Regions from separate parts of the Mus musculus genome. Here region 2 is linked to region 1. Evidence: chromatin contacts called from public Hi-C data. All regions are on one chromosome and are shown on one strand. The core of a region is the stretch at or near the end of the contact, and the rest is flanking DNA. Distances in the headings are between cores, read along the strand shown. Region 1 has its middle 22 kb from the start of Gm30224. Region 2 overlaps Runx1 (runt related transcription factor 1).

The links. A called contact is a pair of places that touch in the nucleus more often than the background predicts.
Region 2: a Hi-C map of bone marrow-derived macrophages shows a contact between it and region 1, with 44 read pairs. The contact joins two enhancer-like sites. A contact is called at or near these places in 1 of 15 datasets of contacts at CTCF or cohesin (pro-B cells), 23 of 484 Hi-C or Micro-C datasets (the C2C12 cell line, the HPC-5 cell line, Th2 cells and 15 more) and 10 of 115 datasets of contacts at active chromatin or transcription factors (bone marrow-derived dendritic cells, bone marrow-derived macrophages, differentiating embryonic stem cells and 5 more).

What each region holds. Positions count from the first base shown.
Region 1 is chr16:92,570,561-92,577,623 of GRCm38.p6, reverse strand. No RefSeq gene overlaps it. Among named protein-coding and RNA genes, the nearest start is that of Gm30224, 22 kb to the left of the region's middle. Within about 2 kb of position 4,558, at least 45 of the 459 cell types and tissues checked have an H3K27ac peak or open chromatin away from gene starts, as enhancers often do. A contact at or near this core is called in bone marrow-derived dendritic cells, bone marrow-derived macrophages, embryonic fibroblasts and 2 more, where this site is marked.
Region 2 is chr16:92,671,888-92,678,950 of GRCm38.p6, reverse strand. The region is part of intron 4 of Runx1 (runt related transcription factor 1); the gene reads left to right. Among named protein-coding and RNA genes, the nearest start is that of Gm30224, 79 kb to the right of the region's middle. Within about 2 kb of position 3,065, at least 56 of the 459 cell types and tissues checked have an H3K27ac peak or open chromatin away from gene starts, as enhancers often do. A contact at or near this core is called in bone marrow-derived dendritic cells, bone marrow-derived macrophages, embryonic fibroblasts and 2 more, where this site is marked.

The DNA.
Region 1 (7,063 bases), core at 3,309-5,808:
AACAGAGCTACCCCATGACCCAGCTCAACCACTCCTGGCTGTGTACCCAAAAGACTTCCAGTTAACACACCACAGAAATGCTGGAACAGCAGTGTTTATTGCTACAGTCTTCACAGGAGCCAGGACATGGAACCAGGCCTCGTATCCACCAGCAGATGAACGGACAGGGGAAACAGGGCCCGTGCACTGCAGAGTGTTTGCAGTGGTAAAGAAAACCGAAATCACAGCATTGGCAGGAAGATGGACCGGACTGGAAATCATCATGTTAAAAGACAGAAGTCTGACACAGAGAAGACAAAATTACCATGTTTTCTCTCATTTGCAGAAACCAGATGTAAAATGATGTGTATGTGTACATGTATGTACATGTGTGTACATGTGTTGGGAGCTACGAAACTAGGAATAGAAGTATGAGGAAAAGAAAGATCTTAAGGTGGAAACAGAGAGGGTGACAGAGCATTGTGAGAAAAAAAAAACAGAAGGGGTTGGTCTAGGGAAAAGTGGGGGAACAGGAGGGAAGGGATCGGACCGGGTAGCCATGCATGGGGAAGGGGAAAGAAACATACAGAGTTCACGTGTGTGTGAGACACCACAGTGAAACCTAGTACTTTCTATGCTAATCAAAAATTGTAACTTAAAAAAGAATGGGCTAAACAAATAAATATATCCTGACTGATTTTACGTTCTCCTGACACAAGCTATAGTTGTCCTAGAGGAGGAAACCTCAATTGAGAAGATGCCTCTATAAGATGGGGTTGCAGGCAAGCCTGCAGAGCATTTTCTTAATTAGTGACTGATGGGGGAGGGCCCAGCCCACTGTGGGTGGGGCCATCCCTGGAGCCTCTAGACCACCAGCTTCCCAAGTGCTCCGAGAGGTTTCAGGTCTGCCCTCAGCCTTTACCCCCTGTGCTGAGGACTATGAGACCCGTGTGTACTGTGTACCATGTGCCATGAACCGTGTGTGCTTGTTGTAGCTGCCCACTGCCAGACACACCCACCAGGCCATCCCTTGCTTCTCTTGGTCAGGCTAAGCCCCTAAATCCTGCTCCTTTCTCTTTCTGCTCTTTTGGGTGAGAACCAGCCGCTGCCGAGCCTAGTAGAGATGCCGCGTTATTTACCTTCATTTTCCTTTTGACTCTCTTCTTCTGATGCCTTTTTTTTTTTCACCCTCACCATGTTTCTTCTCCATCTTACACCTCTGAAGGCCTTCCAGACAATACATGGGGACAAGTCGTGACACGGAAGGCTTGAGGCTGCCAGGCTGTAGAGGAGGTGAGGCGGTGGGATGTCATTGGCTGGTCATGAGAAGCTCACCTGACAGCATCATGCACTGCTTCACAGCAACTAGAAACACAATGAAGTTAAGGGGCTGGGGTAAGCCATTCTCACAGGAAGAGAAGCCGTAGGAGAGGAGCTGACAGGCACTCTAACAGTAGTCTTCTGAGCTGGGGACAGAGTGTTTATGAGGCTCTGAAAAGCTCTGTCACGTGTGTTTCAACAGACATCGCAGAAATTTCAGATACAGCCCTGTTTGCTATAGTAGCATCAATGGCTTCTTCTAGGGCCAACACCCTATGGAAACCATCTCAGTTCCCCACCGTTGGCTGTCCGGGGATCCCCGGCTGCAGGGCAGCGGGTATCAGGTAGTAAAGGCCGCAAGTAACTTCCTGGCTTGCTAAGCAACCAGCGGAAACCACTCTGCTCTCACTGTGCTCTAGGCTGAGCATTCTCCTCAGAGTTTGAACAGAGAGAGAATCTCAGTAGATAAATTATTGATAACGTGGGCGTTACAGACACAGAACCCATCCCTCCTAAGCTCAATGCCCTGTGTGAGACAGACAGACAGACTGGAAGGAAGGAAGGAAGGAAGGAAGGAAGGAAGGAAGGAAGGAAGGAAGGAAGGAAGGAAGGGAGGGAGGGAAGCAGGCAGGCAGGCAGGCAAATGGAATCTGTGTCTGAGGTGCATTGTGAAGCAGAGTGGAATGACCCACAGGTGTAAGCAGGTGAGGTTGGAGAAGTGACACAGCTGGAGAGAGAGTCTCTCTCTGAAGTGTGCATAGTGTCACAAGTGAGGGAACTGGAGAGGACATGGAGGCTTGGTGGGGGATGAGGGGGGTGGGGTTGGGGGAGGGTGGGGCTGGGAGGAGGGGGCTGGAGGGAGGGTGGAGACTGGAGAAGAGGATGAAGGTGGAGGCCAGAAGCAGAAAGATGAGGACAAACAGTAGGTCTGTGAGAACAATCTAAGGATTTGGTGCTCCATGAGCCAAAACAAGGGTGCAACCTACAGGGAGATTACAAAATGAAGGTCACAGGGTAGCTCTGGATTAATTCCCATGATGCGGAATCAAAGACAGTAGAATGGAAAAGAAAGGGCTGTGACACACAGAGGTGACACACAGAAGCCCGTAGCAGTTCATAACTTGCTGCTATGTTTCAGTGTGTGCATGGAATTCTCACACACATGCATGATCATGTGTACAGTCACATTTGTGCTTGCATACATGTTACATGGTCAAACATACACAAGCATGTGTGTGTGTACATATAAGCTTGCATATATGTTACATGGTCACACATACACTACCATGTATACACGCACATTTAAGCTTGCATATATGTTACATGGTCACATATACATTAGCATGCATTTAGATCTTTGTGTGTATGACATCTATATGTTTGTATGTATATTATGTATGTGTGTGTGTGTTATGTGGATGTGTGTGCATATGTGTTTCCATGTGTAGGTGTAGAAGCATTCATGCCACAATGTATTCCTGGGGTGTGTTGGTTTTCACCTTCTACCCTGATTGAGACAGGGTCTGTCTGTTGATTGCTACCATGTTCACCAAACAAATTAGCCCACAAGCTCCTGGGAAATTCTCCTGCCTCCACTTTTCATCTTACTGTAGGAGCAGGAGGAGTGCAGATGCTTTCTACCACACCTGGGGCAGCAGGATTATAGACATGTGCTACCACACCTGAAGCAGCAGGATTGCAGATGCATGCTACCACACCTGGAGCAGCAGGATTGCAGATGCATGCTACCACACCTGGAGCAGCAGGATTGCAGATGCATGCTACCACATCTGGAGCAGCAGGATTGCAGATGCATGCTACCACACCTGGAGCAGCAGGATTGCAGATGCATGCTACCACACCTGGAGCAGCAGGATTGCAGATGCATGCTACCACACCTGGAGCAGCAGGATTGCAGATGCATGCTACCACACCTGGGGCAGCAGGATTGCAGATGCATGCTACCACACCTGGGTTCTTGGGATTCCAACTCAAGCCCTTATGTGTACATCGTAAGTACTTTATCCACTGAGACATCTCTCCAGCCCATGATGCTGTTTCTTTACTGCGAGTTTCTGTGGACTGACATGTTGATGTGGATACTCCCAAAAGAATGTAGACGTGATTTGAGGGTTAGTTTAAGGGAGGTGTCTAGCAGGGAGGAAACAATGAGAACATCTGAGGGACCACTGAAGGCAAGGACCCTGGGATGCAGAGGGTGACAGGAGACAGACAATGGGGGGCTGCCAGTCCACTACAAGGAAGAAAGGCAGCCACATGAGGCTTAAAGAATCAGAGAACAGAACACCCCACAGGTAGCATCCTGGGCCCAGGGCAGGAATGTGGTGGCCCCTTTCTTGGTGACAGACAAGTACCAACTCCTTCTGAAGGGATGGGACAGGAGTGTGTACAAGCATGACAAGCTACCTATAGGGTCAAGGAATTTATAATCACACACTTACTTGAACTAAAATTCTGACATTTGGGGGTGGGGGATGTGATGACTAGAAGATGCATTTTCTGCAAACCTCCTTAAGATAGCTCTCCCAACATTCATGTATATGTACGTGTGTCAGCAAACATGGTTGTTTTTTTTTTTTTTCATTTTTCCCCAACTATCACTATTCTGTGACTATGGCCTTATTTGGATAGGTGTGAGTAATTTAAGGATCATAGGATGAGATCACACTGTATTTATGGTGGATCCTAAGACCAGTGACTAATGTCCTAAAAAGAGGAGGAGATCTGACCCACCAGAGAGATGACAGGAAGACAGAAGCAGAGACAGAGCGATATGTCTCCGAGCCACAGGACCCCAGCAGATTCCAGTTGTCACTGAGGGCCAGGAAAGCTGTTTAGTGTAGATTTAGCCTTTGAAAGAGACCGGACCACGTGACCATCAGATGACAGCTGATTCCAGACATCTGGCCTCTGACCTCCAGAACTATGGGGAGATGACTTCCTGTTGCTTTAAGTTACCCAATTTGTGGTAGTTTGTTGCAGCAGCTGTAGCAAACTTACCCAGTGAGAATAGTAAAGTAGTTCAAAGGAAGGCTGAGGATGGGGAGTCAGGATCAAGCCAGTGGCCTGCCTGGGTATACCCACTTCTCCCAGTGAGAAAGAAAGGAAAGAGCAGAGGAGAAATGAGGGAGAAGGAGAAGGGAGGAGGGAAGCTGGGAGAAAGAGGGAAGTAGGGACAGGAAGGGAAAGGAGACATGCCAAACATCACAACACTGGAGAATTGACCTTGGCCAGAGCTATGTGACTTCAATGGTTTGCGTGGCTGACTCCTCATTCTCTTAGCAGCAAATGGCTAGCTAGGACTGAGTCCAGACCCAGCCTGCCTGGGTTTGAACCCTAAGGCTTTGGAACATCTGGTCTACCTGTGATTCAGTGTCATCATCTGCAAAACTGAAATGCCAATGACTCCTCCTGCCCTGGGTGGATTTGAGGATCATAAGGTCTCCTTGTATGCATTACAAATGATGTGTGTGAAATGAACAGAGCCATGGTGGCAACAGAAATCTTATTGTCCCTGCAGGGGCTCAAGAAACATCATGAAAGAGTGTATAGAAAGAATGTAGAAGCTGGATGACGGAGTGGAGGCCTATGCAGTGGTGTGGGGAGGCCTGTGCAGTGGTGTGGGGAGGCCTGTGCAGTGGTGTGGGGAGTGCTATGCAGTGCTGTGGGGAGTGCTATGCAGTGCTGTGGGGAGTGCTATGCAGTGCTGTGGGGAGTGCTATGCAGTGCTGTGGGGAGTGCTATGCAGTGCTGTGGGGAGTGCTATGCAGTGCTGTGGGGAGTGCTATGCAGTGCTGTTGGGAGGCCTGTGCAGTGCTATCTTCTGGTGTGTCATGGCTGCAGCACTCGTGAGCTTGCAGCAGCTGCAGTGCCTGCATAGGTTCTGCATAAGACTGAACCATTAGACACTCAGTCACAGGAGGGGAGGGGCCTCTGGGGCTCAGCCCAGCCAGGCCCTGGGGTAGCTGGTAGAACAGAAACCCTTGTTTTCAATACTGTCTTCAGAGTGAGTCCCTCACACCCCAAGAGACAACATGACACCTGTGCCCATGCCCATGCAGGTAGCCCCTTATTAAACCAAGTGGGTCACAACTTAAAATAAGAACAGGACCAAAGTAAGGGTAAGAGGCTGGTGCAGAGCAGAGCCGGGTGGTGGTGGTGCATGCCTTTAATCCCAGCACTTGGGAGTGATTGTAGACCAGCACCTTGTCTACAAAGTGAGTTCCAGGACAGCCAGGGCTACACAGAGAAACCCTGTCTCGAAAAACCAAAAAAAAAAAAAAAAAAAAAAAAAAAGGCTGGTGCAAGGAGAGGTGTGTGTGTGTGTGTGTGTGTGTGTGTGTGTATTTGGAGAAAGAGAGAGAGAGAGTATAAGTGACCTGAATGTATCATATGCATATACAAACCTGTCAGATAAAGTAGGTTATTGTTAAGTGGGCTACAAGGAAGATGGTGGGTGATGAAACGATTAACCACAGCCTCAGTCCCAATGTGAGTGTAGCCCAGCAGATACAGAACTAACCTGGTGAAGCCTTCCAGACCCACGCCATGGATGGGATACAGTACCAGCACAGCCTGCCTGGTGACAAAGCTGGTGGGGTGGGGTGTCTTAGAGTTTCATTGCTGTGGAGAGACACCATGACCAAGACAACTCTTATAAAGGCAAACATTTAACTGGGCCTGTCTTACAGTTCCAGAGGTTCAGTCCATTATCATCGTGGCAGAAAGCACGGCAGTGGTGCTGGAGGAGCTGAGAGTTCTTAATCTGCAAGAAGCAGAAAGGGTGTGTCCTCCGCAGACGGCCAGGAGGAACCTGTTCCACACTGGGTGGAGCTTGAGCACTAGGAGACCTCGAAGCCCACCCCACACAGTGACGCACTTCCTCCGACAAGGCCACACCTACTCCAACTAGGCCACACCTCCTAATAGTGCCATTCCCCATGGGCCAATGAGGATCAGACATATTCAAACCACCACAAGGGGTCAGGGAGATCCTGAACATTTTATCGTGGGTGAGGAGTCCGAGAGTGGCCACCAAGGGTGTCTCTGCCGATCACGATCCAGGGCATCAGGAGTCCCAGTCACACATCGCCCCCTTTTGTGGAGAATCATGACGACATCTCACATCTGTTCTACACAGAACCCTCACAGTAGAATGAGACCACCATCTCAGAAACAGTTCCAGGAAAGATTCCACGACCTGTGCCCACAACCGAGATCTCGTCTCTCTGTTCTGAGATTCTTCACCCACGCGTCAGGGCTATGGAGTGTTCAGATCTTAGCGCAGCTTTCAGCCAAGGGGAGAGAGTGCAGATTTATCGGCACTCCATCTTCTTTTGTTTAAGGATAAGCAGATGTAAAGGCAACAAGCAGAACCGAGTGTTATAATAATAACCCTGAAAATCAATAAGAAATACAATCTCCCTGCTACGAAAGAAAGACAGACACCTTCTCAAATAAGCAACTCCTGAAAGGGAGCAATCCGGGCTGCGTGTGACTGCGCATCTCTGTAACCCCGGGACTCAGGGGGTTCAGACAAGAGAATGCCAAGCTCAAGTCCATCGTGGACCACATAACAAGACCCCGTTTCAACCTCCACCCCAAAAAGCAATTAGTAAAAAGGGAAGCAATGGGAAAGAAGCATAGAAATCCAAATAATCAAGTGTGTGGAACCTTAAGCAACCGGTTCATAATCATAGAAAGAGAAATAAAAACACAAGCAAAAACCATTCAATTCTAAGAA
Region 2 (7,063 bases), core at 1,816-4,315, 100 kb before region 1:
GTAGACGTCTCTGTGACAAAGGACAGGTGCAACGGGGGCAAATACAAGTTGTGTGTAACCTAGCGAAGGGCAGATGGTTTCCCCGGGCAACTCGTCGTCTCTCTTGAAACCTATGGGAGGCAACAGAGTGTGCATTTGGCGGGGGTGTGGGGGCGCGCCTTGTCTGTCGAGGAACCAAGAGATACGAGGGTGGCCTGCTCTGGAGGCCTTGGCATACAGGGGGCTGAGGATGCTTTAAGGGCCTTGACATCCATCCTGGGCACTAGGTCTGATGCCAGTGACCTGGCGAGCAGCCAACAGATCCTTGGCAGAGACGTACATCGACACACAGGTGTGGTGCACAAACTTAGACTGCAGTGTGCAGAGTAGGGAACTTGTTTGGGGGTCTGGGGTGCTCAGAGACCAGTCTTACTAGTGTCTCCTCTCAGGCAGCCTCAGATCTGTGCATGGAGAGCTCGCAAATAGCCCCATTTAGCATTAGCGCCCACCTCAGGCTGGTGTCCAGCTTTCCTCTCTTCCATTAGCATCCAGTCCACCTGCCCTGCCTCCTTTCAGAGCAGCAAAGGTTCAAGAAGATGCTGAGCAGGAACTGCAGACCCCAACACTCCCCTCCCTCCTGAATGCCCACACCCATACCCAGACTCCCTGCTGCTCCTGCCCAGGTTGCTGTGGGCATGATGCTCTAGGCCACAGGTACAGGCGGGGGATTAGTCAGGCAGCCTTGGGAAGCCACCTTAGGCTTTTTCCCTGCATGGCCCCTACACAAGGCAGATAGACCAGCACAGCCTGGGGAATCTGGGCATCTATCAACGAAAGAAGTCGCTGAATGGAAGGACAGAAGAGCACGCGGCCTTAATCTAAAGAGACTCTTGTGCAAGTCTGGGCTAAAAACAGGCTAGTCATCTGAGATAATGTGGGGCTAGGATTCCAAGTGAGTAAGACAGGAGAGAACATGCAGCGTGAAGAAAGAAAGCAGAGTCCCTGGGACTCTCTTGGTGCTTTGGTGGGGTGGGCAAGCGATATAAGTGTCTGATCCAATTTTAGGATGTTTCCCAAGATGGCAGAATCTATAGACATCTCCTTACCTTATTAAAATGGGCACAGGTATAGCATTTGTGTGCAATCCCCTCTCTCTCCTCTTCTGTATCTAGTTTGTGTCATCTCAGAATGACTTTACCCTACCTGTCGCACAGCAGATGCGTATCTCTGTCCTGTATGTTTGAGCGGTGGTGGGCCGGACCCTCAGAGACAGAGACAGGACCCACTGCGTTCATTTTTTCCCTAAGGTTGTTTTCAACCCAGCACATCAAGTACAGCCATGCTTCCCAGGCAGGGGCAGCCATCGCTGAAAGTCGGCAGAACTCGTTGATTCACTTTTTCAAGCTTGTATGTGTGTGTGCACATGTGTGTGCAGGTGTGTATGTGGAAGCAGCAGCTGCTGTCCACACTCTTTCATCACTTGGGATTTTTTTTTTTTTTGAGGAAAGGTCTCTGACTGAACCTGGAGTTCACCATTTCAGTTGGCAGCCCCCCTCCCCCAAATCCATTTGTATCAACCCCCAGGAATAGGGTATAGGTGCCTACTGCCCACTGGCATTTGACACAAGTGCTGGGCGTCCAAACACAGGTCTTCATGCTAGTGCAGCAAGCACCTTATCTACTGAGCATCTCCCAGCCCATCAGCCCTCCTTTTTTTGTTTTGTTTTTGTTGTTGTTGTTGGGTTTTTTTTTTTGGTTTTTTGTTTTTTTATTTTGTTTGGGTTTGGTTTTTGGAGCTTTCTCTGTGTAACATTGGCTGCCCTGGAACTCACTCTGTAGACCAGGCTGACCTCAAACTCACAGAGATCTGCTTGCCTCTGCCTCCCTAGTGCTGGGATTAAAGTGGGGTATAAGCGCCCTGCTCTATTTAATTTAAATAACATTAGAACAAAAGACACAAATAGGGTCCAAGCCCAGCCCCTGAGCTCTACTGAGTCACTTCCAGAGAACTCCAGAGAATGTCACACATGGCTTTCCCATTCTCCAAGTGGATGGCTCACTCTCAAACTGCTGGTCACTCCGCACAACCAGGCAAAGGTTGTTTCTATGGAGAACTGAGTTCTGTGCTTCAAGTTTTCAGTTAGGCTCTTGAGGCTTGGACGTTGGCCAAGAGCAGAGACTCTGGTCTGCATTCTGCCTACATGGACACAGACAGGACAGGGTCAGGCCAGCTGGACACAGGGGCTCTTCGCACGAATATCAGTCAGCCTACAGAAGCTGTGCAAGTCCAATGGGTTGTGTCCTGCCTATAAGTCCCTAAGTAAATTATGCAACTCTACCGTCAACAGATCATGGTGGAAATAGCAAGAGGAAGGGAAATGGAACGGACACACGTGTAAGTGCCGGCTGTTAGGAAGCACCGGTGGGAAAATAAGGGGGGAAATGCTAAGTGCATGCTGGGAATATCCTGCAAACACAGAAGTTATCCCTGGAATCTGGGGGAGAGCATTCATTTCCTTGGAAAAAAAAAAAGTCCCCAACCGTGTGTGTGTGTGTGTGTGTGTGTGTGTGTGTGTGTGGTTAGGCTTGCACATGTGTACACATGTGTGGATCTCAGAGGACAATTTGTGGGAACCAGTCTCCCCTTTTTCAGTATAGGTGCCAGGGACTGAACTCAGGTGGCTGGGCTTGGCCGCAGGCCTCCACTCACTGAGCCCTGTCGCTGGCCTGGGTGCGTGCATTTCCATGCTCAGAGTTACTTGTACCCAGAATTGGACATGGCATAATCTACGGTCCCCTGTAACCTTGGAGAATCTTCGGGGATTTCCTGAGTTTGTGAAGAGCAGACCTCCCTCCCAGCCCTTCCTGGCTGTTTTGATTTTTCAAAGGCAACATTTTAAAAAGAAAGTTTCCTTCCACTTGCTTTGGGGTGCCTAAAGTAGCAACTGTGCAGAAGGTTCCCTCAGAGAGACACAAAGAGAGGGATGTTACCGGTACTGCTTAAGGAAAATGGCTACCCCACATCCCCCGGGCAGAAGATCCTTTGCATGTGTAATCTTCCTTTTCGTGACAAAGGGCAAGTTTCACATCCCCAGAAACAGTCCCCAAAAGGAGAAGATGACTCATGTGTCCCAACCTACACCAAGGAGAATGAGAGTTACGGAGCCACTGAGAACGGGGGGTGGGGGGTGGGGATAGAGCAGCCCACCCACAGGCCAAGAAGGGCAGCGGGCTCCCAGCAAGAGACTGGAGGCCAACGGGCTTGGAGGGCGGGGCAGGGGTCAAGCTGGAATGTAGTGATGTTTAGAGCCTGGGCAAGCAGTGATCTTCAGCCACCTATCTTCTTGCTTACTTTTTGCTTCCTGCCCTCAGCCCTCCTAGGGGAAGCCATATACAGTGTTATAGTATCTTGATCCTGCAGTTTAGTCATTTGCTACATGCAAAGGGAAGCAGTGTGTCTCAGGCTAGACAGAGAGGCAGGGTCCTGCTGATTCTGTATTAGACCCCAGGGCTGTCAGTGTCCACCACTGAGTCCTCCCCTGAGGCCCTGGGACTGCCTGGCCTTGCAAAGCATGCCCCACAGCCCCAGCAAGTGTCCAGGAAGGCTCACCCCGTGACCTTCTTTCCAACTAAATAAAGCAGTTCGTATTTTGTTCTGCCCTTTGGATGGGCAGACTGGCGTCGAGGAGGACGCCACATGTTGCTGTCTTGGCTTGTTTATATAGTGGATCAGCCCCTCGCTGTCATGCCTTAAAGGGTGGCCAGCTGGTGATGCAGCCATGAACCGCCAAGTTCAAGTAGAAATCAGTCTGAGCAGCAATTCTGACACCTGTTGAGCGTTCCTCCTCTTCCCCAATTCCTCCCCCATCAGGTGTCCTTGGGCAGCTCACAAAAGCTGTTACCACTTTGTATTTTGCAGAAGAGAAAGCTAGGGCTGTGAGACAGTAACAAAGTTGCCCTTGAGTATGACTGTACAGGCAACGAGTGGGATTCGAACACGGGTATACTGGGTTGCTGAGCTCTCACACTTAGCCCTCTCCCTATGTACTTCCAGCTCTGGAATGTTCTGAGCAAGCTTTGTCTCTGGATGCTTGGCTGAGTCCAGACTTCCCCCTTCTTCCCCTGGTCTTTCTTTTTTGATGCTCCTTCCTCTTGCCTTCAGCCCTCTTGTCACTCCTGTCAAATATCAGTCCTCTGGGATCACAGCCATCCACTGAAGCTGATGCGGCGGGTTCCTTCAGTACCAGGAGCAGAATAAAGATTTCGAGGCTTCCCCCTCTCTGTCGGCCCTCTCACTGGCTGGATGATTCAGAGCATCAGTGGCTTACCGCTTGCCCCTCTACCACCAAAAGCCTCTGCCTCCAGCCAATGCCCCTGATCAGCACCAAAGTGATCTATGTCCTGGCCAGCCAGGGTTTCTGGGAAAGCGGGGTCTCCCATCAGGCAACAGACTAAAACATGAAGTCTTGGACAGCCCAGTCTCTCTGCCCTGCCTTAGACCCTGAAGATCCCAGGAAAGCGAGTGTTATTTTGCTGACCGGTACTCCTCTAGGTCGGTCCCTTGTGAGTCTCTCCTCTCCTGGCGGCTGCAAGTTACGGCGGAGAAAAACACTTGAGAGTGTTTCACTCTCCACGCCCATGTACTTAAAATACCAAGCCCATAGGTCATTTTAATAAGGGAATTTGGCTAACAACACATGTGCGCTGGAGGCCCTAGCTCCCACGTCTGCAGGTGCTGGCCAAGCAGGGCTGTGTCTGAGCAACCACGGGCCTGGGTGGGTGGAGAGCAGAGCTTGCAGCTTCTGTAATTCTGAGCACCGAGATGTGCCTCTGGCTACCTGGAAGCCGTTGTCAGGGACGGGCCTAAACCCAGCTGGAAAAATACAAACAAGAATGGAGGTCAGGTTAGAACCAGGGTGACAAAAAAGTCACCATGGTCTATAGATCATAAGCAGATGTCCTTGTACTCAAAGCTCTTACCAGGACTGGGGAGGTGGCTCAGTTGGCAGAATCCTGGCAGCACAAGCAGGAGGTCCCGAGTTCTATCCCTAGAGCCCAGGTTTTAAATTTTTAAATTTGTAATGCATGTTTGAAATCCCAGTTCTGGGGAAGTGGAGACAGACACATCCCTGGGGCTCACTGCTCAGTGGCCTAGCTGAATCCATGAGTTCCAGACCAGTGAGAGATCCTGTCTCAAATCACAAGATGGGCAGAGCTTGAGGAATGATGTCTAAGGCTGACCTGTGGCCTCCACATAAAACTGCACATGTGTGTTTGTGCACACACATACACACACATGCACACACGTCAGCTGCAACCCGAGCCCATCGTGGGGATTGCCACCAGTTTATCTCCTCCCAGGTGAACCCCATTACAGACATGCAGTCTCCCTAATCTCCCTCCCTGGTGGGAATCACTAAGTGGAATTCCTCGTATTGACACATTAAAGGATGACCATAAAGTCATAGGAACCATGGTGCTGAGCAGTGGCCATACCAGTTGGGGGTCACAGCTGTATTTCTTTCCTAAGTCAGCTAGTCTCTGGCTAAGCCGACACTCTCACAGTCTTACACCTTCTGGAAGCGCCAGTCAGCTCCAGGAGAGACTGCCGCTGAGTCCTGAACTTGTTCGTAGGCAGCTGCCTAGAACAGCTTGCACATTAGAGTCACAGGGGCAATTTTCACTTTGGAGGATGGTAGTTGGGCAGTGGGTGGGAGATGGGGTGAGTGGAGGCTCCTGAGTTTAGATTTTGCACAGGTGGCCATTTATACGCCAATGGTGGAAGCACAAAGGTTGTGAGTGTAAAGTTTAGGGTCATTCCCTCTGTGGTTAAGTGAGGTGGTTAATATTTTATGTCTGTCTGTCTGTCTGTCTGTATTATGTATTTGTGTGTGTGTGTGTTGTGGCTTATCTATGGAGGTTCAAGGATAACTTGTGTGAGTCAGTTCTGTCCTTCCACTATTTGGATCCCAAGAGTGAAACTTGGGTTGTCCCGTTTGGCAGTAAGTCCCTCTGCCCACTGAGCCATCTTGCCAACCTGAGCTGAGTGATTTTTGAGGATGCAAAGTCACCTGTTTAAGTCTTTGCCTTACACTCTTTTAAGAACTGGTAAAAATCCATCTTGCTCATTTCACGGGTCTTCTCTGACAACCAAATGAAGTAACTTCCATCGGAATGTGTCGGAAGCATTGGAAGGTCTGCATACACCTAAACATGTCTACATTGTGAAAACGAGATTCCTCATTGTAGAGTTATGAAAGGAGCCCTGGTGAGAATTGAGCTGTTCTAGAGTCGAGAAACCCTTGCAATGCTAAGCCCAGGATGCTCTGTATTTGTGCCAGGATGAAGAATGTGCCTGGATGGTCTCCACCCACCCAGGATCTCTGAACATGTTCTTATTTAGAAAATTCGCCGATGCTGTGAGGTTAAGGCCATGCATGAAGACCTTCATGTGGAGACCATATGTGTTAGCCTTCATGTGGAGCTCACCTATGATGGCCTTCATGTGGAGCTCATGCATGACAGCTTCTAAGGATGGGGAGATTCAGAGACAAGGGCATATAAGGAGGCAGCATACAAAGGTAGAAGCAGTAATTGGGGCACTGAGACCACAGCGCCTCCAGAAGGTCAATACTGATGACAATCTTAGGAAGTCAGGAGAAGGAGAAGGAAGGAGCCAACCACCCCCATTGCCACCTAAGGTGTCTTACAGGCACCTTCATCTTGGCCTTGTGGCCTCCAGAACAAGAGACTGAGTCTGTGTGCATTAAGCCATAGCACTGTATTACATCAGCCCCAAGATTGCTTGAACTCAGTGTTCTTGAAGTCTTTGCACTTCCGAGGCTGAAAGCAACAGATGACATGATTCTGTGTGTGGTGACAGTGTGCTAGATAGTCACAGGTTTGGAAGACATCATTCGAGACCTTCATGACGCATTTCAGGCAAGCCATGGCTGAAGCCAGCATTGGAGAATGTTAGATGCTACAGTACTCCCCAACCTTGAGCTGTTACCGAGCTACAAGCTCCCATGTAGGCATCTTACTGCCTCGGGCTCAGAAGACACTATCAGAAAAGATCTGTGAG